Linked DNA regions of Mus musculus: all the other regions are linked to region 2. Evidence: chromatin contacts called from public ChIA-PET, Hi-C and promoter capture Hi-C data. All regions are on one chromosome and are shown on one strand. Each heading gives the region's core, a stretch centred on a gene start, on an enhancer-like site or on the middle of the called end of the contact. The rest is flanking DNA. Distances are from core to core; before and after follow the strand shown.

Region 1 (5,392 bases), core at 819-3,318, 920 kb before region 2:
ACTGCAGAGCTTAATCTAGCAGACACTCTCATCCTCCTTCACAAGAAGCGAAGGATGAGAGACGTGCTGCACCTGTTGGTAAGCGCCCTTTCCCTACTGTGTTTCTCTGTGATGTTCTTTCCTGGCCATTTCTTTCTTGGGGATGTTTTATAATTCTCTGTTCTGCTTCTTTTCATTCTCTGTTCTGCTTCTCATTATTTGGTCTGAATTTGAAACTTCATGTCAAATACTTGGGACCAGATGACTTTAACAACAGTTAGCTTAAGGACCTCCAGGGATGATGTTCAGTCAGTAAGGAGGTTCTTGTCTGAGTAAACAAGGGGGGTAAATATCAGCCAAATGGGATGGAGCACAAAGGATAAAAAAATGGGTCGATTTTACATTTCTCTCATTCACTGGCTTCTCTGACTTTGCATGGTCAGCATCTACCTCCTTCTGGATTATAACTTTAAAATCTGAGAAGGGTGAGAGGTCTCTTGATGTTGGCTTGGAACTTGGTAGCTCTTTACCTTGGGTAAAGGAGTGACCTTACTCCAGAAACAAGAACAATAGCACAGGTGTTGCTTCATGGACTAAAGGGGACCTGCTGGCCAAAGAGCTGAGTCCCCTGCAGCCACCAGGATTTGCAGCTGTTGAGCACCTCTTGAGGTCTCAAATGTTGAAGTTTGTTTTTAACACCACAGTCTCCCAGTGTGCTGCCAGGACCACACAGGGAGGCTGGGCAGCAGAAGGCTCTTAATGTATTTTATGGCTTGGTTGAGTACTCCGAACTACACTTATTAATTATGAGATGCTGTTCAGTCAGTGTTGCAATATACACATTTGGCTAATTGATTTGTACAGGCTCATATCGAGCAACATAAAGAATGTGCAGGACCATAAAGCGGGGGACTTTAACTGCTTTCATCCCCTTTGGCTTCTCCAAGAGGGACAAAGACCTTGTGTCCTTCATTGCCTAACGGGGCATCCACAATCATTTAGTGCTCAGGAAATGTCTTGAACGGGATGATGAATGAAAGGATAATTTTGTTTGTTTCTGTGTTTTTTGTTTTTTTTTTGTTTTTTGGTTTTTTTTTTTTTTTTTTTTGCCTCATTTCTCAACTGCACATGACCCTTGGATCGTGAGAAAATAGTACATCTATGGAAATATAGTGATTTCTTCCGAGCGGTTAGTTGATTTTACTGGGAACCTTCTTGATCCTTTGGCAGCCTGATGGTGGTTGGGGGTGTATTGTGGTGGAGAACTATATGAACCCCACCTCCAGAGACAGTGTTCCTTGGCTTGAGATTTTAGAAGGCATGATACCAAATGGCATACTCTTACCTAGGTAGTGACAATGTAAAGGTGGCAACTTCTGAGGGAGAAGTTTGAATGTGCTTCCCACTGAAGACTGACAGTTGCCTTTTCTGACTTTAGCTAGTCCTTTTGACTCTAGCAGTGGCTGTGCCTGCTTCACTGAGATGGCACAGAGCCCGGGCATTGCTACGCAGGTCCTAAGTGATCTCTGCCCTACAACTCCTAGAGGCAGTGGCCTTTTGCAGCTCTAGTGAGCGCCTGGCGCCCTCCCCAGACCAGGCGGCATAGAGCGTCCATCCCTAGACCATATCCAAGGGCAGGGTCCACAGAGACAGCATCCTGGCCCCTCCGCAGGGATGTCGGTTCAAAGGGCGCATCACAGTAGGGTCGCCTGCATCTTTACAGAAGGTCCTCGGGCGATCACTTGGTTGTGGCGCTCGCAGTGCCTCGGGGCTGCAGTTTGGAGAGCCGCAGGGGGGGACGCCAGGCCCTAAGGCTCCCCTGGAGCCTCCCGCATGGGTTCCACCCGCCGGAACCGGCGCCTGACCGAGTCGGATCACGCGAGCGAGCGGCATAGGGGATGGCTGTGGAAAGTTGGGGGCCGGAGCTGCGAGGCGGGGGAGCGCGCAACCCCGCGCCGATGTCCGCGTCTCATGAATATGCACGAGCCACCTCCCTCCCTCCGTGACGTCACGGGCCGTCCCGGGGTGAGCGCTGGAGCCGCTCCGGGTCCGCGCCAGTGAGTGCTGCTGTTGCGGGAGAGCGAGCGACGCGGCGAAGGGCAGCGGAGGCGGTGAGTGAGGGCGGCGGCGGCGGCTCCAGAAGCGCACCCGGCAGCTCCAGGGAGGCGGCGCGGCAGGCACCGGCGGACACCAGCGGACGCCAGCGGACACCGGCAGGCGAGGCCGGCGCGAGCGGTAGGAGGCGGCGGCTGCAGCTCGGTGGCGGCTCAGGCGGCGAGGATGCTGCCGGGGAGGCTGTGCTTGGTGCCGCTCCTGCTGGCGCTGGGCGTAGGGAGCGGCGGCGGCAGTGGAGACGGCGGAGACAGCCGGCGGCGCCGCCTCCTCGTGGCGAAAGGTGGGTGCTGGGGAAGTTTGTTCCTCTTCTGGAAGGAAGCAGGGCGGGCTCGAGGGTGCAGACCCTGGACTTACTCGTCTAACACCCGCCCTTTCTTGTGGCAGCTTCGGCTTCTGCGCGCACCGTCCTCGAAGTGTGCGCCCTAAACTGTGGACCCAAGAGGTTCTCCAGCCCAACCTCTGGGCGGGGTCCAGGCGCCAAGGAGAAGGGGAGGTCTATGGAGTATAGAGAACTTTGGGGGCCCTGTGTGCTGGGGTGGGAGCATCGCGGGGCTTGGCTCAGGGATGCTTTGAGCAAGGCAGGACATGGGCGCTGTAGCGGGGGCTGGGGAGTGGGTGAAGCAGGTGTCTGTCTGCTTCTGCTTTGGGGGCAAGAACCAGGGGCGTCTTCAAAGCAGCGAGACGAGCTGGACTGGCACTCCAGCTTGAGGATGGCGTGGGAACTTGTAGGCTCCTGAAAGCCTTGCCCGCACCCAGGCGCTCCTCCTGCTCCTCCGCAGCGCGGGCTCTGGCTCCCCTGGGAACTCACGCCCTCAAGATGGGCAGAGTCCGGAAGAAGCGCGGGATGTGATGGTTGCTACTGCGGCTCACACTCTGCTTTTCTTCGGAGGACCGAGCCTCCGAGCCTAGAGCTCCTCTCTGGTCTTTATAGTTGATCTTGACCTCTCTAATCCTCTAAGATTCTCCTGAACGCTGGCGTTATCAGGGGAACCTGAAGCCCGCAAGCCCCAGACTTTGACAGCTGTCTGGGAGCGCTGGGAGAAGCGCAGGTTGGGGAGCCTGCATCTGGAGGGCGGGTCTGGAACAGAAGGTCACGCGGTAGCCAAAAGCTGGGAAGCATCGCAGGAGCCCAATTGGGGTGGATGATGGTGGGCTCAGGGAGACTGTAGCAGATTGCAGGATGGAGCGTTTGGCTTAAGTGGTAACTTGTTGATTCTCTGCACTGTTGACGAGGAGGGCGTGCTTTTGATTTCTGCCAGGTGAACGGGTGACATATGGTCCTTGGAATTCTGTCTGGCGATATTTTGAAAACAGAGTTTTTGTCCTTGTTGGAAAAAGATTCCCAAGTAGAGACAGCTTGATTTAGAGGTTTGTTGGCTGAGCTGGTATGAAAAGCACAGCAGCCTGGATCTCTCCGGAGACAGGGCAATTGGGGAAGCAGGCCATTCCATTTGCCTTGTCTGGACTTTGAGAGCGGCCTCTCCTGACATTTGCAAGTGATAAATTTGGGAAAAGAGGTGCTCCTATTCTTTTTAATCTATTGATTTCTGGTGACATAAAATGGAAAAGATTTTATGCACAGGTGTCTTTCTAACACGTACCTCTCCTCTTCCTCAAGGAGTTTCTTTTTCCCTTTCTTTCTTTCTTCCTTTCTTTCTTTCTTTCTTTCTTCCTTTTTTCTTTCTTTCTTTTTTTCTTTTTTTGAGAAGACAGAAAAATTCATCATGAAAATGTCTTTTTAAAAGTGGTATGGTAAAAGGTTGTCTGTATGAAGGGACCAATGTACTATGCTGTTGCTGTTGTTCTGGTGAAAATAAGGATAGAAACCGAGCGTCCGAACAGTCTGTTCTTCCAGTACGGACACTTTGACAGGTAGGCAGATTTCATCCTTTCAGGGGAGCTCACGGTGAGTAAGGATTAGAGAAGGAGTAATTTGGGAAGAGAGCCCCTCCTGTAACACCTTGCTGAGTTTGCCAAGAATGGGAAATGAGAGGAGAGGGAGAGAACAAAAAGCCACAACAAATGCAGGCTTCCACAGGTCTAGATTATGTAAATAATTGTATATAAAATAATTTAAATCCGTAATTTTCTTCCCTTAGAATATATCCATTTCACATTTAAAGCTATTTGTCATTCTACTCTAAAAGTTTTATTGGCCTTGAGAATAGGAGCTACTCTGGATTCTCCTTGTCTTTCCCCTTCAAGCCACAAGGGGGCTGCAAAGAGCACCATTTATTTATTTATTTATTTATTTATTTAATTTATTTATTTCGAAACAAGGACTATTTGGTCACAACAGACACATTTATTATAACAGTTTATTTAACATTTACAGGTCAGACTTTCTTTATTTCAGTGCACTTGAAGTTTACATTTCTAAATTGTACAACCCCTGAGGACTATTTGGGAGGAACAATAAAACTGAGTTTTGCACGTAACACACACTGCCTCTGATAGCGCTGTTTTGTAAGGCTTCTATCATTTCTATTCCCATCGTTAAAAAGGAGAAGACTCAGGAGGGCCCTTGAGAGAGACTGAACAGAGAGACAGCTGTCTTTCTCAGTGCACTTCCGAGTTCACGGGTAGAAAGAAGACAACCAGGAGTGTGCATGACGATGCCTTAGCTGAGGGGTACAGACCTTGTGAGTTGGACACACCCTCTAAATAACTTTTTACAGGTGTTCTGCTGGTCTCAAATTCCTGTGAGGTGGCACATCTGAATACCAGTGTGTTCTGCTTTTGCATTTCTTACTTCTTGCTGCAGGGGACCTAGAAGCTAACTCCTGACCACTGCTGGGGTTTTCCACCTAAGGTTGAGCTTCCAGTGCAGCCATGTTCCAGAAGCAGACATGAATAAAGTAGCCGGGCAGTTAAAACTGCTTCCTCATCTTCCTATGCTTAGGATACACATAAAAACAAGCCCTTCTTGGATTCCTATACACACACACACACACACACACACACACACACACACACACTATGAACAATGCTTGGGAATTATTCTAGAGAAAGGCACAATGTATCAGAGAAAGACGATGAGCTCCAGAAGTCACCTGAAGGTTTATGTTACGTTTAATAAAATGCCAGTGACCTTATAACCTCAAGGACTCAGTATGCATTCTCTTCCTAGGTGCCAGACTGCAGGGATAGAGATCGCTCAGCACAGCCCTTGCGTATAGAGCATCAGTTACTACAGGCTCACCTGGTGAGCACGTACGTAAAGCAGGCCTGTGTGTGAGGCAGAAATCAGAAGTTGCTTGTACCTGTGGGAACCAGTGTTCTTGATCAAGGAAGCCGC
Region 2 (5,034 bases), core at 2,030-4,529:
TCATGCCAGTAGCAAGGCCTCTCCACCGTGATGCACGCTTATTCTTCTGGAACCCTAAGCTGAAATAAACCCCCTTCTTGCTTAAGTTGCTTTTGGTTATGGTGTTTTACCACAACAATACAACCGCATACAACAAAACCCCACCAAACACTTAAAACTGTTGTTTTAAGGGCTGAAGCTTTTAAGAATTTCTAAACCGCTGGGTAGTGGTGGCACAGGCCTTTAATCCCAGGAATTGGGAGGCAGAGCCAGGCCGACTTCTGAGTTCGAGGCCAGCCTGGTCTACAGAGTAAGTTCCAGGACAGCCAGGGCTACACAGAGATACCCTGTCTCAAAAAAACAAAAATAAAAACAAGCGCCCCCCCCCCGCCCGATTAAATTTTCTTAACCTACAAGAAATAAAAATAACAGAAAAACAGAGAAGAAAAGAAGACCTCTGTCTAGCTGTGCCCTACCCCACCCCCACTCTCTAGCTACTAAGAACTTTCTTCAACTCTTTAGCAATTGAAATTAGAAACCATTGTTAGTCAGGAAGGTGAGGCCTCTGTTTTTGAAGTACTTGTGACCAACTATCGTGACAGAGAAGATCACTTTGGTCCCTCCTCACTAAAAGATTGTATCTCCCAGAAGTCCTCTTGGTAGAGATTGAGAAGGGGGATGGGTAAACTGGGGGAACGTTTCCTTTGGCTCCATTCACCTGGCCCTAATACCGGCCTTCAGGAAAGCTCGTAAAAGCTTCTAGAAAGGACAACGGGGCCTATGGAAAGAATTCAGTGAAGCAGTGTTCTATCCGGAGAGATAAAGAAGGCGATGACAGTGCTGTGAACCCAGCAGGCTTGGCGGTTTGCTCAAGCCTGAGTCCTTATAGACTTCAGCAGCGGTGCCCCAGAGGACGGCGCCCGAATTAGCACAATGTGCTGGGTCTGCACCCACAGTGGCCTCCAAGAGAGACAGAAAGGGGACCAGCAACACTGTCTTGTCACCGACCCAGGAATAACTGTGATGGTACAAGAACATGCCCATAGAACTTGTTCACAGCCGCAGCGTTGGGGACAGCCTCAGAGTGGAAACAAGGGCTCGTTCTCTGAATACCGATCAGTCAAGTATTCAGTCAAGCAACGAGGTTCTGCCGTGAAAGGGAACGAAGCATCCATCCTGCAGCAACACTCGAGTGGATTTCGAAGACACTTTTAGTGAAAAATTCCTCACACCAAAGGCCACACACCATTTTTAAAAATATGTATTTATTTATAAGTAATGTGCGGCATAGACAAAACCAGAGGGATAGAAACTAGATCAGTGGTTTCTAGGGAAGAGGAGGGGCGAATGGGAGCGACTCCTAACAAACACGTGGCTGCATTGTGGGTGAGGAAGCGGTCGGGAAATAGGTCGGTGAGGGCTACACAACCAGGAAAATATACTAAAACCCACCAAACCACACACACACACACACACACACACACACATATATATATATATATATATATATATATATATATATATATATATATATATATATATATATATATATATATATATATATATATACTTTTTCGGGACAGGGTTTCTCTGTGTAGCCCTGGCTGTCCTTCTGTCTACCTCTGTAGACCAGGTTGGCCTCGAACTCAGAAATCCACCTGCCACTGCCTCTCAAGTGCTGGGATTAAAGTTGTGCGCTACCACTGCCCGGCTAAACCACACATTTTAAAGAGACATGTGTCCTGGGAGTTGTGTCTCAACACAACTGCCATATAAAGAAAATACCCGTTGGATGTCTTGCGGAAATCTTTGTCATTTGGCTAGGGTTGTCGTCACTCTTTGTGTCCGCTCTTCCAGTTTTGCCCCTTTGTCATCCTTTCCCGCTCTAATAGACTGTTCTCATTTCAACAGTAAAGCTCAGAAGTCAGGCTGTACTGGGGGTGAGTTGGGTAAGCCCTGGGCCAAGGACTTTGGTTGCAGTGCCCCTCCCCCAACAATAATAATCAGATAAGGAACACTCTGCACTGCTGAAATGCTTTAAGTAATTTACACACTCAGTCCTTTACAGTGGCATGGACATTTGCAGTCTGTACGTTTTGTAGGAATTTAGTTGCCGGACAACACGGAGAGAGCTAAAGCAGTTAGAATTTTGTCAAGTTGTGCCCGTAAGTGGCTCTGGAAAATTTCATGTGGGCTGGAAAGGGTGATGGGGCCCCTGCAAATGGAAGGGCAGTTTTATGGGGGAGGGGGATGAAGAGAAAGAAATAATGAGATATATTTCTGTTCCTTCTGTGTGATTAGCATATTGATATCTATTTATTTTATTTTGACGATTCATCTGTACCTTGCAAATAAGCAGTTAACAAAAAATTGAAATAATGGCCATTTTCTAGAGAAAGAAAACTTTCCCTAGTCCAACATATACATGTAAGAAATGTGTTGATTAGTAAAATAAGTAGCTGGTTTATTCCTGTAGTAAACCTTCACATTTTAATCTACTTGCCTTTTATTGAACACTTTTCCCTCATGTGACTCTACCTTAGACCTGTCAGGAATTCTCCGTCAGCATTCCATCTCAGGAATGTTCCACAGAGTGTGGACCGCCTTTAATCCCTTCACTTGGGAGTCTAAGGCTTGCACAGGTCTCTGAGTTGGAGGGCAAGCCCCAGAGAGCAGCCAGGGTTGGTCTCAAAGTGAGATTTTGCATCTCTTTCCTGACCAAAAAACAAAAAACAAACAAAAAAAAAAAACCAAAAAAACCCGATTTATCTCGCCACTCCACAACAGATCCCAATTTAACGCTTATGTTTAATGATCATGTTTAATGCCGTGCTGTTTGTGAGAGTGCAAGCGAGTATATTCGCACAAGTGATTTCCAAGGCAAACACGGGGAAACAGAAAGGCTCAGTTCTAAACCCAAAAACTTGCTGTGGCCCTGGGCCGCTAGGGTTTTATCCTAGATCGTCAAGAGCCGGCCAGCGCAGGTTAAGTGGCGAGGGCTGAGCGACCTGCTGATCAGCGCATCGGATGAGAGTGCGAGCCGACCCACTACGCACCAGCAAGCATTCCCGTCCTGCCCCACGGCCCTTCATTGAAGAGCCCCCTGGGCGATCACGTGAAAGAGGCGTGCGAACCTCGTGACGTCACGCGGCCTAAGCCAATAGGAGCTTCTGTTTATGTAGGGACCTCCGACTCCTCACGACTCTCACTGCGCAGTCCGACGGAGCTCGCTGGAGCAGGAACCCCGTGGGGTGGGTTCGCGGGTGGCCTTCCGCAGCGGCGGCTCCGCCCACTCCCTTGCGTCCCCCTTCTTGGCCCTCGCCGCTGGCCGTGGCGGCCTGCTGGGTCCGCGTCCCGCCTCTACTCCCGGAGGACATGCAGAAGAGAGAATGAGCCAGAGGGACACGCTGGTGCATCTGTTTGCCGGGGGGTAAGGTCGCTGGGGCGCGCGGGCTGGAGGCCACGGGCCTGCGAAGGCCACGCCGAGCCTGGGCGGGGGCAGGGCGTGAGTCGCGGCCTAGCTCGTCCGGTACTGCGCGACAGCGGAGGCACACGGACCCGGACCTCGCGGAGGAGGCTCGGCCATGGCGACAAAATGGGAGCAGGCTCGGCCTCCCCGTCCCGCACGACTGGGCCTCACGTTGCCCACGTTCGCGGGCGACCTTGTTTCCGGCCGCCGCTGCGCCTTTGCTGCTGGCCGGCGTCGTAGCCGGCGGGGAAGGCGTTGCAGTGCTCGCCCGCGGTGCGCAGAGGTTATTTCCAGCTTCGGAAAATTTTCTCTCCCTTGCCTGCCCCGGTTTGCGGGAGATGGTGCAAAAGTGGCAGTGACTTTGAAATCAATCAATCTCTCTTTCTTTTCTTTTCTTTTCTTTTCTTTTCTTTTCTTTTCTTTTCTTTTCTTTTCTTGAGATGGGAAGGCAACCCCCTCCCCCCCCCCCCCGACCCTTCAGCACTGCCTGCTTTGGAGAAGGGGTATGGATGGTTTGAGAGAAGGCGACTACTAAATGAAATCATTATATATGTGTACAGGATTAGTGTGGAGCCCGAAGTCTGGTTTGCTGATCCCCCAGCTACAGCCATTTTGCTGAGCCAAGTTTGTTCCTCCATTCGATATGTTCCTTCCCAGTTATTTAGAGAAATAATAGAGCAACGTTAAGACTTTTACCTGCAAGACTATAAAGTTGTCACAAAAAATCGCTATGGTGAATTAACTTTTTAACCTATATAACAGAATAAAGTAGTATTTTAAAGTTTGGTGGTTTGATTCTTGGATCAGCCACTTTAAGGGATACATACATATATGTATGCATTCTTTGCATGGTTGTTTGCTTTGAGTTAATGTGTGGAGATTCTGTTGCCAATATGACAGTACTTTACATTGTTGTCACACATTTCATTCAACATTTATGATTCACCAATTTTGAACGGTCCACTATTCTGCCATTAAAGCAACTACTAATTTTATGAGGAGCAGTTTGCCTTTTGTGTTTCTAAAATGCTTCCTGCCAGTAAAGGGCTAATTTAATTTCTGCAGTACCTGTACTTGGCACCTGCTAGTCAAGTTCTCTGCCACTGGGCTCCATCCTCGGGCCCTTAGAACATTTTTTTTTCTGTTGTTTTGTTTTTGTTTTTCGAGACAGGGTTTCTCTGTGTAGCCCTGGCTGTCCAGGAACTGACTCTGTAGACCAGGCTGGCCTCGAACTCAGAAATCCGCCTGTCTCTGCCTCCAAAGTGCTGGGATTAAAGGTGTGTGCCACCACTGCCTGGTCCCTTAGAACATTTTATTAATCTCTCTTTCCCTCTCTCCTCCCCCCTCTTTCTCCGAGTGTGTGTGTTGGGGGGGGGGGCGGAGTAGGAGAAAGTAAGGATAGCATCTTGTAGTTGGATTTCTACTTGTAGTTAGATCTTCTGAAAGTTAGAAGACCATAGATGTAGTTCAGGTTGGTATTTTAATTTGTTTTGAGTTAAGAAATAGAAGTCTTTAATCACTTCTCCTGTAGAGCAGAGTTGACAATGGTCTCTTCTAGAGCCCTTGCGTGGCTCCTTTGTTATTCT
Region 3 (5,274 bases), core at 2,603-5,102, 630 kb after region 2:
ATTGCCACTGGAATTAGTGACCTGCTTGATTGTGTGCAGGCAGTACACACAGCCACTGCTGTTATGACGTCATGAGTGCAGTGGCAATGCCCTGTTGTCGGCTTTCACAGCACTCCTCTCCATTTTTCAGGTCTCTTATCATTTCCACACTGTCTCCCAGATGTCCCCTGAGCCTTGCGAGGTAAATCAAATGTTCTATAAACCCACAACAGTTTATTATTTGGCTTTTAAGAGGCTGATATGTGATACGGCATGAACAACCGTTGAAGTTATTATGTCAGTTTAACCCAACCAGTCACAAAGACAAATGCTGCCGCATGATCCCATCGTGTGAGCTACTGAGAGTCCTCACAGTGACAGAGTCCAATGAAGATTGCCAGGTGGTCAGCAGAAGAGACTTCTAGCTCCGTGAGATTAGCGTGTTAAGGAGACTGGCTGCGCGTAAGCCACCGTCACTCTTAACAAACTCTGAACTGCATCTCATTGGTAGATTGCATGGGTTCTGCCACATTAAAATTTTTAATGAATGAATGTATTGTACAACCAATTACACGAGAACTTCTGGAGTCCATTATCAGCATTTGCGTTTCTTTTTACATTATAGGTCTCCTATTATTTGAAATAATTTTTAATCATTTATGAGCTGTCTCTAGGAGGGAAAAAAGCTTCTAACTGTCCCGTTCACTCTGACGAATTTAAGGGCCAGTAGCAATGTGACGGCTGCTGTGTGACCTGGGGAGAAACGAGAAGAAGGCACACAAGAAGTGCTGTAGTTTCTCATCGGAACTGCACATGCCCTAGTAGTGATTGATCACTGAGGACAAAATGGTGAAATTTTTTCCCCCCAAATGGGGAAATCAGCTGTTCGGGACTGTCATTACCTTTCTCTCCAAAGGGCAGAGTATGTCAGAGTGGCCAGTCTGAACAGGGTCCTGGACAAGGGTGCCAGGTGACAGTTGCAGGTCAATGTGGTGGCAGGACTTCAGTGGAGGTAAGCCATCTTTTGGAGGATGGTGGCAGATGGAAGGGGAGCTAGAGGAAGATTGTGAAGCAGGCTACAGAGAGTGCTAATCACACTGTGACAGGGTGGGTAGGGAGACACGGTGACCCAGGCAGCAGGTGAGGCTCAGAGAAATAGAGTGGAAAGTTCAGCTGATGCTGGAAACTTTCAACGGAAGAATGAGTAGAGTATTACCTCTGAATGGGATGGAAGGCAGAGAGGGACAAAGGTAAATGTGGGTTGTGATGACATTGAAGGGAAACTTGTAGGAAGGGAAGCTGAATTTTGCAAGAAAGGCAATGACACCTCCAAATACCAAGTTGGGGCCACTGTGGGATACTGACAAAGACTGGTTGCCCTCCAAGCAAACATGACTGTCATGTGCAGCTTTGAGAAGAGGTGCAGGTACAGGAGGCTGTTTCAACAGAGTGGTGAAATAGCCGACTCCAACTGAGTCCAGAAGAGAGTCTGGGCTAGCCTGAGTCACAGGGAGAGAGCCGAGCTGGCTCAGAGGCTAAGAGCACTGGCTGTTCATCCAGAGGACCCTGGTTCAATGCCCAGCACCCACACGGCAGCTCATTATAGTCTGTAATTCCCGTTCTAGGGCTTCTGATACCCTCATGAAGACACACACATCTGCAGGCAAAACACCAAAGGACCATCCTGAGTTCATTCCTGCCTTTGCTTTGAGGGATAGTGATCTAGATGTATAAGCCAAACAGTTTTCTCCCTCAGGGGCTTTGGAACGCTGCCTTTATCATAGAAACAGAAAGAAAACTAACGCCCTCCCTCCTCTTCTTAAACCTCCTCTTCCTTTATTCACCAGGTGTACAAACTCCAAGCCCAGGCTGCCTTTTGTCTCTTCTGTGAATTCTAACTTCTACAAATTAAAGCCTGCCATTTTTCTGACTAACCTCGGCTGTGTAGTTCACAGGCTGCCGCCAAGGACTGAATTTAAGAAGCCCCGGAGAGCTTTTCCTCTTCAGCCACAGGGAAGATTATTTTCATAAAGATGAATGGCAGGAAGGAATGAGGAGTGGAGAAATAAACAGTGGAAACTCAATCGCGATGGGAATAAGGTCTTTCCTGAAGGGCTCAAACGTGTTTGTGTTAAAGGGAAGTCTCTAAAACAAAACCAAGCATCTCTCTCCCAGTGTTCTCAACAAAGGAATAAAGACTCTCCCGCAGAGGAAGTGACCACAGAAACGCCATCTTGTGCCATCTTGTCCCGACTCCCTGTGCATTGGCTTAGGCACTTCTCAGTCCTCTCCTCACCCACCTCCATGCCCACATCTACCCTCCCAGCACATTTGGGACTTCTGTGGCCTGGACCATGGTCCCGATGTATAAACCAAAATAATTAATGTAAACTAAAATAACTGAAGAAGGCACAAGTCAAAAGTAACTTTCATGTTACGTCTGGAAAAAAAAATCACCATGTTCTGTCAGAAATGAACGTTTCAAGATTGTTCTGTCATCTGACTTTCATGTGAGTTGTGGTCTTTGTGGGGTTTGCCTTTAGAAACACCGTATCCCTGAGCTGCGACACCAAGAGACTCTGAGGCATGCGCCGGAATTTGGTCCTGCACGAATAAAGGACTCGTACTTTTTTGTTTGTTTTTGTTTTTCGAGACAAGGCTTCTCTGTGTAGCCTTGGTTGCCCGAAACTTGATTTGTAGACCAGGCTGGCCTTATAACTCACAAGGATCCACCTGCTGCTGTCTCCCAAGTGCTCAGAGTAAGGTGTGCACGGCCACTGCCCCATATACTTCTAATTGGCTTAACCGGTAAGGATGGACACCACCACCCCCGTTGGTAAGAGTAGCCTGAAGGATGGCGGTGGACGTGAGCTGAGCACGAGGCAGGAACATTTGTTTTGCTTTTTCATCCAAGCTTTCCTTCAATGCTGGCCAAGTGATCTGAGACAAAGCCTGGTGGGAGGGACCTAACCACAGTCCCAGGGGCCCACTGCCTGGCCCTTCCCTGGCTGGCTCACTCTGCTTTCTCCCCAGCACACATTTGCTTAAGCATTGCGTTCTTGCCCTTCTGCTTACCTATTCTCTGTCACCTGAGAACAATAACAAACAAACAAACAAACAAACAAATGTAGTGTCTGGAGGGATGACTCAGTGGTTAAAACCATGGTCTGTTCTTCCAAACGACCGGGGTTCAATCCTCAGCACCTCCATGGCAGATCACAACTGTCTGTAACTCCAGGTCCTTTCCAAGGAATCTGACACCTCACAGCAATGCACATAAAATAAAGTTTAAAAAAACATATATTTTGTTTGTTTGCTTGCTTGCTTGCTTGCTTGCTTGTTGCGAGACAGGGTTTCTCTGTATAGCCCTGGCTGTCCTGGAACGCACTTTGTAACCAGGCTGGCCTTGAACTCAGAAATCCGCCTGCCTCTGCCTCCCGAGTGCTGGGATTAAAGGTGTGAGCTACCACGCCCGGCTGCCGAAAAACCAAAAATAAATAAATAAATAAATAAATAAATAAATAAATAAATAAATAAATAAATGAATCTGAATTCAAGGCCAACCATTTTGTAAGATACGGAGGTTACAGTGATGAGAATTCTGTCCCTACTCTTGATAGTTTTACATTTGGGAGAAAGGAGACAAATGAAGACAGGGACGATGTGATTTCTGAGACTCCCCCGAGTTTAATACAATGTAACTCCAGACAATGCTCGCTTACTGACCCGGGCCTGCCCTACAGCAACTGGCCTTTGGCCACTTTAGCAAGCGCTGGGGTTCTCTGTACAGGCCTTGCCCAGCCCCTCGTGACGTCACTGGCGCGCGCCATCCAATCATCGCCGTCTGGCTCCGCCCGCCCGCCCGTGCCTGCGGGAGGCTCCGTGGCGTGTGTTGTGGCCCCGCTGAGCCACCGTACCTCCCGCCTCCGCGCCCAACGTCCGCGTCGCCGTTCTGCGCCGCCGCCATGGCCGACGTGGAGGACGGCGAGGAACCCTGCGTCCTTTCTTCGCACTCCGGGAGCGCAGGCTCCAAGTCGGGAGGCGACAAGATGTTCTCTCTCAAGAAGTGGAACGCGGTAGCCATGTGGAGCTGGGACGTTGAGTGCGATACCTGTGCCATCTGCAGGGTCCAGGTGATGGGTAAGCGATGCAGGCGAAGCCGGGACCGCGAGCTGGGCCGAGCCGGCGAGTGCTGGGCCGGGCCGGGCCGCCAGACACGGGATGGTTCCTATGGGGGCGGGGGGGAGGGGGCGTGACCGGGATACCCGAGGGGAACCTCCGGCCCTGCGGCCAGCAAATCTCCCAGCGGATCCCTCGCGTAGATCTGAGGGTTGGGATGTTCGTCTTTGAGATGCTCTCACGTTCCTCAGGATTAGAGCTTGCCCATTTAGCCGAGGTTGGCTTAGAACCCAGGAGGGCGCACCTCCCAAAAACTGGAAATTGCGAGCCTGCGCCACTATACGGATTCTGTCTCATAACCGAAATGAGGCTCAGTGACCGGAGAGATGTTTCCACAGTTAAGAGCACAAGCTTGTTCTTAACAGAGAACCCGGGTTCGATTTTCCACACCCACATGGCAACTCACCACCCTCTAACTCCTGTTCCAATAACTCCAGCACCCCATTATGGCCCTTGAGGGCATTAGGCACATTTGGTATGCAAACCCAGATGCAGGTAGCATAAACATAAAATTTTAGATTACTGTGAGGTTGCTTTACAGGGCGACTGGGGAGTAGTTGAAATAGATTTCTGCAGTTTGAAAATGTGCGCGTTTCTTGGCTTTGAGACTTTAAACGTAGCATCAAGAGATTCCACAGTCTATTCTTTGTCTTTGGACTTGCTTCATCAGGGCTCCCAAACTTTACTTTTTACATTTAATTGTAGACCCAGACACTAGTTTCTATGTAGAATCTGATTTGACTAAAACACTAAAATCCAGCTGTTCCACCCCTCATCCTTGCTTAGGAGCTGGGCAGTGATTTCCATTTTAGGGTTGAGTGTGGTTGCGAATGTCTGAAATGCCAGCACTCGGGAGGCTGAGGCATGGGGGCAGAGGCAGCACAAGCTTTGCTTAGAAATTTTATTCTGGCCAGGTGTGGTGATATCTTTAAACTTAGTACTCGAGAAGCAAAGATAAACAGATCTCTGTGCGCCTTAGGCCAGCCTGGTCTACACAACCAAGGCTAAGTAGTGGGACCCCATCTTAAAAACAAATAATGAATAAATCTTTTTTGTTTGTTTTGGTTTTTTCGAGACAGGGTTTCTCTGTGTAGCCCTGGCTGTCCTGGAACTCAC
Region 4 (4,897 bases), core at 2,296-4,795, 990 kb after region 2:
TTAATCCCTGGGAACAAGCTCAAACCACTGGAAACCCTAACCATGTAACGTGAGAAATGTGCCCCCAACAGAAGAGGACTAAGCCAAAACAGAAGAAAACAGTGAAAGTCAAGAAGAAAGCATCTTCAGTTGATTAAAAGCCAGAGCCTGTTTTTTCAAGAGTGAACACAGCTTGCCAATGCTGGAGGCCTTGATGCCTCTGTGCTGAGCCTTTCTATCCTGTTCTTCCCACCATCACATTTTATGGTTTTCATAGTAGCACGACGTCCTTCTGGGAAAGAACACGATGAGTTTTCTCCAGTTTCCAAAACAATCACATCAATACACATTGTGAGGGCTTCAGATATGGGCCACGCATTCTAACACTTAACAATAACATTTAACTGTCCACTATAAAGACTGTCTTAGTATTTTGTGTGTGCAGATACCTGGCACAGAGCACGTGAGAAGGTCAGAGGTCAACCTGGATGAGTCAGTTCCCTCCTTCAAGCACCTGGGTCCCAGGAATTGATCTCAGGTCACCAGGCTTGGTGGCAAAGTACCCTTACATCTCAATGGCACCATGGGGGTGGAGGGATTAAAGTTACAAAGGTTGAGGATGTGCAGAATCATGTGTGTGTGTGTGTGTGTGAGAGTGTGTGTGTGTGTGTGTGTGTGTGTGTGTGTGTGTTTGTGATAGAACCAGCATCACCACAAAAAATGGGAAAAAAAATAACTGGAGTCTTGAGCAGCTTCCTACAAACCGAATGCAAAGTTTCACGTTTGGATTTAAATTTTAACTTAAAGATAATGGAAGCCCGTCCTGCTCACATACCCAAAGGACGGTCTCTTTTTCCCTTTTTATTTCCTTTCCATGTGCCTTGTTTGGCTATATGAATCAAATCCTCCTACACTAAGATTTTAGGTTTTTATGAACAATCTTTCCATTATACAAGAAGGGGTGTAACTTCCACTGAGAAGGCTACATCCAGAACCCATGAAGTAAACTGAATTCCTAGCATTTTAATTATTTTGATTCTGAGACAGAGTCTCATTGTGCAGCCCTGGTTTGCCCTGGAATCTGCTATGAAGAACAGGCTAGCCTCAAACTCACAGAGATCTGACTGCCTCTGCCCTCCAAGCGCGAGGAGTAAAGATGTGCACCACTAGGCCGGCATTTACTCTCATCATTTACTCTCCACCCATGAAGTCCTAAAGTGCTAAACGACAGTGTAGACTAGCAAGACCTTATTCTTAATGAATTCAGCTCTCTGCAGCACAGCCTCAGAAGGCGCCTCCTTATCTTTTTGTTGGTTGGAAGTAACGCCCAGGGCACTGCACATGCCAGGCCAGTGTGCTTGGACTAACAATCTGATGCACGATTAAGTTTCTAGAAAGTTGGCCAAAGAAAGACCCCATGTTTTATCACTAGAGACAACAGACATAAAATTATTTTTTTAAATGGCCACATAAGCAAAGACTAGTGGTGTCTCAGCAGGGATGGGATGGGGTGGGCAGATACCTATTTCCAACCTAGCCTATGCTACAGAGAGAGTTCCAGACCAGCCTTGGATACAGAGAGAGATCTTAAGACCACAAATACACAAACACAAACAAAAACCACTATAACTTATTTTTGTATGTAGTTATCTGCCCAGAAGCACACCCTTAAGTTCTGACATCAGCTATCACGGTTTAAGACCATGCTTAGCATCCCAAAGACAGTGTTCTTCCCATCAGTTCCCAGGCATCGTCTCCACAGTTCTTTACATAGCCAGAGCTCCATCGGTAGACCAGGCAGGCTGGCCTTGAACTCAGAGACCCATCTGCCTCTATCTCCCAGGCCCTGGAATTAAAGGTATGTACCACCAAACCCCAATACTTTCTAAAAATCAAATTTCCTTAAATTGTGCAACAACTATGCAGCTGTATTGCCTACCAACTTCTTAAAAATTTATCAAATTTCATATTTACTTCAGGGTAGGGAGCACACTTGTGCCAGTTTAAAGTGCCGAGGACAGAGGGCAACCTATGCTCTCCTTTCTCCCTGTCCATCTCAGGGATCCAAGCTTAGGAGGGAGGACTGGGAAGTCCTCTTTACCTGCTGAGCCATCTCCTTCCTGAACCAAACTCTCATTCCTTAATTAAAAAAAAAAAATTTAAAATGCACCGTTTCAGCAAAAGTACTTTGTGACTAGAATTGTAAGAAAAACTAAGAAGTATCGTTGTGTTTGTGATAAAGACTTGCAATACGACAAGAGCTCAGTATGTGCCTTAGACCTGTCCTTAAAGGTTGGGACAGGGATGGACTGAGTGGGTGGGCAGTGTTCCGACACAGCTGGCCAGAGAGAGAGCGAGCAGCGCAGTTGCTGCAACTCACCTCCTAGCTCAGATCCCTGAAGGGAACGTCTAGTCTATTTCCTCAAAGTAAATTCTTAAGGCAGTCACTACTTAACTTTTACCCTAGTCGATGTAGGATAGCACAGGGAAAAAAGGGGGGAGCCCAGTGCTGTAAGGAAGAAGTTAAATGGCTCTCATATCCCTTCGCTAATATTTTAAACATTAGAAAATGCTAGTATTTAAAGGAGTAAATAAGAACACTACACTCAATCAACTGCATTGACCACTGTATAGAAATTAGCGCTTTATTAAAATGGGGGTTGGCTGTTAACTAGTATCATCTGAGGTTTAAGGCTTTGCTAACAAAGACCAACCAATGCTTTGGCAGGCTTCTCAAGCCAGAAGATACTTTTTAATGAATTCTCAAAGATGGAAAGAAATAAGGATAACAAAGCTTTCAAAATGTGCTCAGTGTCTCCAATATCCATGGAAGTTAAATGTTAATGTGAGGACCTAGCACTTTTACGAACGCAACCAGTAAGGTGGCTTGGCGGTAAAAGTACTTCTGCCAAGCCTGAAGACCTGAGTTCAATCCTAGGGACCGGGCCAACATGGTGGAAGGAGAAAACCGATGCCCAAGAAAGTTGTCCTCTGACTCCTAAATGTGTGCCATATAGCACGCGAGCACACACAGATACACAAATAATAAATGCAACGAATTGTTTAAATAACACAACCGAAAAAAAAAAACCCACAGTTTTATATTCCATCAAAATCTGAAGAGCTAAAAGGCATAAAAGGTCGACGAGGAAGTGCAGAAAAACCACGCAAATCACTAACCACCTTCTGTCCACATATACACAATCTGCCCGCGCTGCCCCGAGAGTCACCTCGGTTCCACCCAGGTAAAGCTAGAGCGCTGAGTCCCGCGGGACAGGAAGCGAGAGACAGACACCGGGCCACGCCGGCCCGAGCCCCCCAGAGGTGCAGGAAGAGCTAGGGTGCAGTCAGATCCCGAGACCCTCCCGCCGCGCCTAGTCACCTTCTGCGCGCTGGAGCCTCGCACTCGCGCCGTCTGGTCATAGACGTGGCAGCGGATCACCGTGCTGCCCACGTCCAGCCCCAGCACGAAGCGGGAGGGCGGCGAGGCCGACGCGCTCAGTTCCTCTCGCTGCCGCTCTGCACGCTCCTGCTGCCCTGACATCGCGACCCCGAACACTGCAGTCGCCACGGGCCGGCCAGCGCGGAGCTATAAACGCCAGACCCCGGGCGGAGAGCTCGCGGCCCCGCCCCTCCTACACCGCGCCCTGTCCCGCCCCTCGACGAGTTAGGCTCCGCCCCTTCACAAGACCCCGCCCCGCCTCGTTCAGCCCCTTCGGGAAGCCTTGCTACCCCACGCTCCGCCCCTAGCACCGTGACGTCAGGGCAGCGCGCCGAGCAGCTCGTGGGAATTTGGCAAAGATGGCGTTTACCGCAGCGCTGTACTGGATGTCACCGTTCAGCGACCGTTACTTTGAAACTTTTTAGTTCCCTTCTAGCCCAGATTACTTTTTTACGAATATCTGTTAGGAAAAATCAAGTGAGATGAAAAAATTTTAAACTTTTTTTCATGTTCACTTAGTTTTTTGCCTGTATTTATGTGTGTGAGCCACATGTGCCTGATGCATGTAGAAGTCAGAAGAGGACCTCCGACGATTGCAAGCTTCCATGTAGGCAATGATAACCAAACCCCGGTCTTCAGCAAGAGCAACTAGTGCTCTTAACCAGTGAGCCATCTTTCCAGTCCGTGGGAAGACATTCAAAAGTATAGGAGGTTCCTCATGAAGTCTTCCCAGAAAAGCTTGCATGTATTACACAACGATGAATAGATGTCCAAGTTTTGTATGGCACTAAAGGGCCTTTGCCGCGACACAAAGTTTAAATTTCGTGAGAATGTTTTGTGGGTAGCTTATCAGCTTAAAGGAATATTTTCTTGTTTATATTACTCTGTTAGCCTACTTGCTTCCCAGAGATTTGCCAAGTTGGATTTGGGTTGTCACTTGAAGCTTGACTGTGAACACCATATTTATTTTTGTTTGTTTGTGGCTTCTCTTAATAGTCTGTCTCTACACAGCAATGCCTATTTGCACCATCTGGCACAGGTCTGCCCTATATCGTTGGTGACCAATTGGTCATGCATGAATGTGTGTGTGTGTGAGAGAGAGAGAAAGAGAGAGAGAGAGAGACTTTCCAGCGTTGTATGCATGACTAATAGTCCTATGCTGTCCGATTCTCTTGAGAAACTGAAACTGTACAAATACCAGAGGGAAGGCAGAGCCAGAACCTGAGAGCCACAACTGAAGTTTGACCTTGTTCCTCAAGGCAATCTCTTACTAGGACCAAAGGCTCCCTAGGATTCTATATGCTCTTGTCGTGAATAGGCACCAAACTCTGGTCCTCATGTTTGACTGGCAAGCACATTACCTACGGAGCTATCTCTCCCAGTTCCTGAGGGAAAGAAACTTTAAAGAATTGGTTGTAGGTCCAGGCAAGCTTAGAAACTTGTAGGGCCTGCTGGCAGCCTGGAAAAGAAGGCACA
Region 5 (5,101 bases), core at 637-3,136, 750 kb after region 2:
AAAAACCACAGAACACTAAGTATAAAAGCTGTATTTATGGCTATTAAAAACACAGAGACTGAAACTCTCAGCTGGCCACTAACATCTTTGAAATGTCATTTCATAACATTGTTTTCTATGTATTAGGTAATTATTTCTTAAAGCATGCTTGTTATACATGCACACACACAAAATAAGCAGATATATTTTTATATTTTATCCCAGATAGATGATGTATCTTTCATCGGTTTGCATATATAAAAAGCTCATAGTTAATCCTATCAGTATTCTAGCTACCCTAGTGTGCAGTTCAGGTTTTGAGGTAAAATTATTTCCATTCCTTAGCTTTTAGCCTTACCTATAATCTAGAGAAGCATTCTAGGCTTCTTGTGTAATATTTTGGTATTTCTAAAATCAGCTTCATGTCAAACTCTACAAATTGCTTCTGAAAATTTTTTTGGTGTTATTAGACCAAAAAAGTAACCGGAGGCAGAGAGAGGTGAGTGCAGGCCTTTAAGTCACAGCACTCCAGAGGCAGAGGCAGCACTCTGTGATCTGGAAACTAGCCTGGTCTGCAGAGTGAGTTCCAAGGCAGCCAGGGCAACACAGAGAAACCCTGTCTTGGAAAACAAACAAATAACTGGAGGGCGGAGGATGTAGTTCAGTTGGTGACATGCTTGTCATGTGCATGGTCCTTGGTTCCCTCCTCTCCCAATAACCCTAACCCCAGAAAAACAACAGTTGAAAACAAACAAAAATCCCCTGTAAATCAGGCATGGTAGCACATGCCTGTGATCTCAGTACCCAGGAAGTCGAGGCAGGAGGACAAGAGTGTGGGATACACAATGTCAAGTCAGCTGAAGCTACACAGCAAGATTCTGTCACAAACAAAACCAAACTGGATTTTGGATAGTCATAAACGTATGGGTGGGCGTGGTTAATGAAATTATTGCAAACAAAATGGGATTGCATTTATTCATTCATTATTGCTATTTAACAGAGGTTATTTAACATCTCTTTTCCGGAAACAAAAACAAAAAATCAAAATAACCTCACCTTCTGTTCAAACTTCCATTTTGAGTCTTTTAAAATCCCATTTATGGTGTTTCAGAATTTCAGAATGCAGCCTGAATTCCTGGCTCCGCCTAGGCGTAGCGGCCACCAGTGGCAAAGAAAACACCAGCCGAGTGGTTCAGGCATCTATCCCTAACTCTAACAACCTTAACCTTGTACTCCATCAAGTATTGTAGTTAACAATTGGAGTGACCGAGCCAGAAAAGAAAAAAAAAAAAAAAAGCAAGGCTTTAGTGAGCGGAAATCTTGGGAAAATATTTATATTGATTTCATTGATATGCTCGACTGAATCTGGAGAAAAAGTATACTGTACTCCATTTGGTTAACGATAGCATATTTAGAATAAAACTGCCATGACCCTCAGGCAACCCAAAAGCAGCTAGTCCACACTAGACGCTACAAACGCTGCCCGAGGCCCTGCAGCAGGTGCCGTTTAAAGACGTCACAGAGCCCCAAGGAGAACGCGCCACGGCGTATTGCAGAAGGCTCCGGGGCCAAGTATGTGCTCCAGGCTTTGACCACTAAGTCTCAGGCTGGGCTTCCACTAAGCCCAGCCACGGCCTGGGCTTCCAGTGGAGAGCGCTGTAGCCTCCTACGCCCACCTTCCTCGGGCCACCACCCTGCCGGTCAGTGTGCCCGGCAGACTTCCGCCCGCAGCCCCGCCGCGCTGGCTTCCTCGCACCTGGGCGGGGGCTACAGGGGCAAGTAGCCCGGCTGGGGCGTGGCTTGGCTGGGGGCGTGGCTCTGGCGTCAAGGGCGGACCTTGGAGATGTGGGCGTGGCGTGTTGTCGGGGGCGGGGTCATCCGGGCGGCTCTGGGCCTTTGGGCCGCGCCCAGCCGGGCGGGAGGCAGCGGCCGCGGTGCGCGCCAGCGGCGCGGGGATTGGCTGCGGCGGGCGGAGACGTCAGGCTCCCGGGGCCCCTGCGGCCGCCCGGCGCGGCGCGGCGCAGTCGGCTCTAGTGGTCTCGTAACGAAGAGTTGTTCCCGGCCGTGCCGTCCTCCGCTGTTGTCGCTGGGCTGCGCCGCCGCCGTCGCCAGGACGCGCCGCCGAGCCCCTCGTCGCCTCCAGCCCCGCGGCCTCCGTTCACCTCGACTTCCACACGCCCATCATGACGAAGACTGAGAAGAAATCCTTCCACCAGAGCCTGGCCGAGTGGAAGCTGTTCATCTACAACCCGAGCAGCGGAGAGTTTCTGGGGCGCACCTCCAAGAGCTGGGGTGAGCGCGCGGCGGGGCGGGCGGCGCGGCGGACGGCCCCATTCATTGCGGGCGGCCCGGCGGTCCGGCTCCGAGGCTGGGCGGCCGCTTGGCCAGCCCGAGCGGGGCACACGTGCTGCCGGTTCCCGCCGCGAGCGGCGCCGGAAGCGGGACCGGCCGGCCGGGCCGGGCCTCCTTTGTAGGGCGCGCGCCCTGGAGGCGCGGGCCGCGCGGACTGGGGAAGCCGGACCTGCCCCTCGCCTGCCTGGGGAGAGGAAATTTCCACTGCCCGCTATCTTGTGACTCGGCGGCGCTGCCACCCAGACGGCCGGGACAGTGCGGGCGAGCTCCGGGCGTGTGTGGGTTGCAGGGACGTGTGACGGGGAGTTAATCACTGGGGCACATTGTCCGCGAAAAAGCACTTGAATTCCGACTGAGAAAGGCCGGCTCCGAGAGGGCTTCTTCCTCCTCCTCCTTCTCCTCCTCCTCGGAGATCACAGCGCTTTTCTGCCTTGCAGATTTTGCTTTGGGGAAAGACGGTCCTATTAAACACCCCCTCCTCCCGTACCTTCAAAACATCCGAGTGGTGGTTGAATGTTAACAGATTTTCTCTGTGCGAACTCATTGTTTTAAAACGAAATAGTGAATCCGAGTTGATCGGTCTTCTGGGTTTTGTGCTGCTTTTAAGGTGAGGGGTCAAAAAAAATGTTAGTGAAGGTGGACAAGTGTATTCCATTTATTGCCTTTCTATTTAGACAATTTTACCTTTTTGAAATCCTTTTTTAAGAGTATTTTGTTAATGGGTAAGGACAGATTTTTTTTTTTCCATTCTGAGTAAGAATGGATTTTTAGAGCTGAGAGCCGTTGGGGCATGGCATTTTTAAGAGAAGCATTGAAGACCATAAGTGAGATATGGCTCACAAAATGACTTGTTCACTGAAGTGAGCTCCTCTAGGGTGCAAGGCTCTTTGACACTCTATCACAAGCTGAAAGGAGCCATGGAAGGTTTGGGGGGTTTTGTTTTGTTTTCTTAAATTCCAACCTCTAGTTCAGAAATGAAACCCAGAGGTTGTGATTCTTTGTAAAATTACATATTCCATGGGGCCAAGAAAAGAGCCCAGTCTCCTTTAATCCCAGTCCAGTGGTTGTATTATTTTACGTATGCCTTGCCTGACTGCCCAGTAATCATGCACAATTTTTATTTAAATTGCTGTCTTTTCTTGAGAGCTCTGTATGTGCTCAAGAAATAAATCTTCCACCGCGGTTAAAGGGAGAAGGATGAAGATAATTGCTTGTTTCCAGAGAGCACTTTGAACTGAAGAGATTTTTGGGTGGTGGAGAGAGGTTCATTTTTGTAAGCTGCCTTTTGCCTTTCTCTCTTGCCTTCTCACTTCTAGAGTCCATTATCTTTACTTCGACGGTAGGGCTTCTCCTGCAGGATCTTCCTGTGGCCTCGACTGACCTCTGATTAACTAATTGTTGGTGGCCCTCTTGCCTCAGTCACTTACATGAGTGGACCATCATGGCAGCTCCAACAGTGCTGTTTTAACCTTTGTGTTAGGATATAGGTTTCCTTGGTAATATGCATTTAAGCAGAGAACCTGTACAAAGTGGGAGTAAGGATAAAGTTGAGGTTAGCCTAGGAAGAACTAAGCAAGACCTCTTTATAGAATCAGTACTTATCCTTGTGCTCACATAGTAAATTTTGAGTTCATTATAGTAATCCTAAACCAGTGCAGAAGATCCCACCCCGCACAGAGACATTAAGAATGTGTGTGAGAGGAAGACAAACTAAATCCTCAGCCTTGAAGGCTGTGTCTCTAGACATGTAGGGTCTGCCATTGAGAGGCCGCCTACATGCAGACTCAACATCAGTTTGGACATCTATGTGCCTGTGGGGCGTTCTGCCGAGACGGGCGCTTTTTACTTAAAATCGTCAAGGCCCTGGAAGAGGCAACTGCCTGACCCACCGCTAGCATTCCAGTATGTCTTTCTGCAATCTGTATAATGTTTCTTTTTTTAAGCAAGAAGGAATCATAGCCATATAAGTATGTTACAAACACCATCCCATGTTAATAAAGGTCTATATCCCCATTATTATTAATAGTTTACTTGACTACTGTCCCACTGCATATATACCGCTTTCCCCTTCATTATTGTGTGCACTGGCCCTTTCCTTCACCTCCTCTTCCTGTGTATATATACATTTTCCCAAATTTATTTCCTTGGGATCTGTTTGCACTTGTAGGATAGCTAGGCAGCATACAGACCTTTTAGAGTTCAAAGCATGTTGTCATGGTGCCTTGCTGGAGATTTCTCAGTATATTCCCACCAGCAAGGCTGTGATGGTGTTTTGCCTTCAACACTGAAGCTATACTTTGTGACTGCTTTTATATTTTCTGGCTTTTTTCTCCCTTGGAAAAAAACTCTTTAGATGGGTAGATATTTATTTCTAGTTGTGTCCCCACTCCTCCAACATAAATTTAATGTTGGGTGGTAGTAAAGAGTTACAACTTTTTTTTTTTTAAACTTTGTAAAGTTGCTCAGTCTGTTTTGTATAAAGGCCTCCCAAGATTCTATAAAGATGTCCACATTGTCTGGTTTTATTATACTTAGGTCTGCAGTATGTTCCATCTTGATCTGAGGTGTTTCCCTTATTTAAGTGCACTAAATACGTTAAATCTTAGTTTTTGCTGTAAACATTTTAGAGAATGGAAATTCTGCCTGTCACATCACATTACTGTATTGAAAACAGCTGTCTGAAGCTCTCAAGTAGCCTCTGCCATATAGTTTGTCTTCATAGTATAGCACAATGGGTTACAGTAGTCTCAGAATGCCTACGTGCACCTTA

Evidence for each region. Promoter capture Hi-C pulls out the DNA fragments that hold promoters and counts their contacts. A called contact is a pair of places that touch in the nucleus more often than the background predicts. ChIA-PET counts read pairs in DNA pulled down with a chosen protein or histone mark.
Region 1: a contact with region 2 is called in a promoter capture Hi-C map of hippocampal neurons, with 5 times the contacts expected there. The contact joins the promoter of Clstn2 here to the promoter of Slc25a36 in region 2. A contact is called at or near these places in 1 of 39 promoter capture datasets (hippocampal neurons) and 2 of 115 datasets of contacts at active chromatin or transcription factors (bone marrow-derived macrophages and embryonic stem cells).
Region 3: a contact with region 2 is called in a Hi-C map of embryonic stem cells, with 2.3 times the contacts expected there. The contact joins the promoter of Rnf7 here to the promoter of Slc25a36 in region 2. A contact is called at or near these places in 3 of 39 promoter capture datasets (erythroid cells, liver and pre-B cells), 3 of 484 Hi-C or Micro-C datasets (all in embryonic stem cells) and 3 of 115 datasets of contacts at active chromatin or transcription factors (embryonic stem cells and thymic regulatory T cells).
Region 4: a promoter capture Hi-C map of pre-B cells shows a contact between it and region 2, with 5 times the contacts expected there. The contact joins the promoter of Gk5 here to the promoter of Slc25a36 in region 2. A contact is called at or near these places in 3 of 39 promoter capture datasets (erythroid cells, liver and pre-B cells), 3 of 484 Hi-C or Micro-C datasets (B cells, CD4 T cells and natural killer cells), 2 of 115 datasets of contacts at active chromatin or transcription factors (bone marrow-derived macrophages and memory CD8 T cells) and 2 of 9 other capture datasets (adipose tissue and liver).
Region 5: an RNA polymerase II ChIA-PET map of memory CD8 T cells shows a contact between it and region 2, with 14 read pairs. The contact joins the promoter of Atp1b3 here to the promoter of Slc25a36 in region 2. A contact is called at or near these places in 3 of 39 promoter capture datasets (hippocampal neurons, liver and pre-B cells), 1 of 115 datasets of contacts at active chromatin or transcription factors (memory CD8 T cells) and 1 of 9 other capture datasets (adipose tissue).

What each region holds. Positions count from the first base shown.
Region 1 is chr9:98,029,843-98,035,234 of GRCm38.p6, reverse strand. Clstn2 (calsyntenin 2) reads left to right here and starts at 2,068. Exons shown (of 18, transcript NM_022319.2): 1 at 2,068-2,374. The coding sequence starts at 2,260.
Region 2 is chr9:97,109,286-97,114,319 of GRCm38.p6, reverse strand. Slc25a36 (solute carrier family 25, member 36) reads left to right here and starts at 3,279. Exons shown (of 7, transcript NM_138756.4): 1 at 3,279-3,409. The coding sequence starts at 3,369.
Region 3 is chr9:96,477,253-96,482,526 of GRCm38.p6, reverse strand. Rnf7 (ring finger protein 7) reads left to right here and starts at 3,852. Exons shown (of 3, transcript NM_011279.3): 1 at 3,852-4,119. The coding sequence starts at 3,945.
Region 4 is chr9:96,118,077-96,122,973 of GRCm38.p6, reverse strand. Gk5 (glycerol kinase 5 (putative)) reads right to left here and starts at 3,545. Exons shown (of 16, transcript NM_001368879.1): 1 at 3,362-3,545. The coding sequence starts at 3,523.
Region 5 is chr9:96,361,216-96,366,316 of GRCm38.p6, reverse strand. Atp1b3 (ATPase, Na+/K+ transporting, beta 3 polypeptide) reads left to right here and starts at 1,886. Exons shown (of 7, transcript NM_007502.5): 1 at 1,886-2,271. The coding sequence starts at 2,163.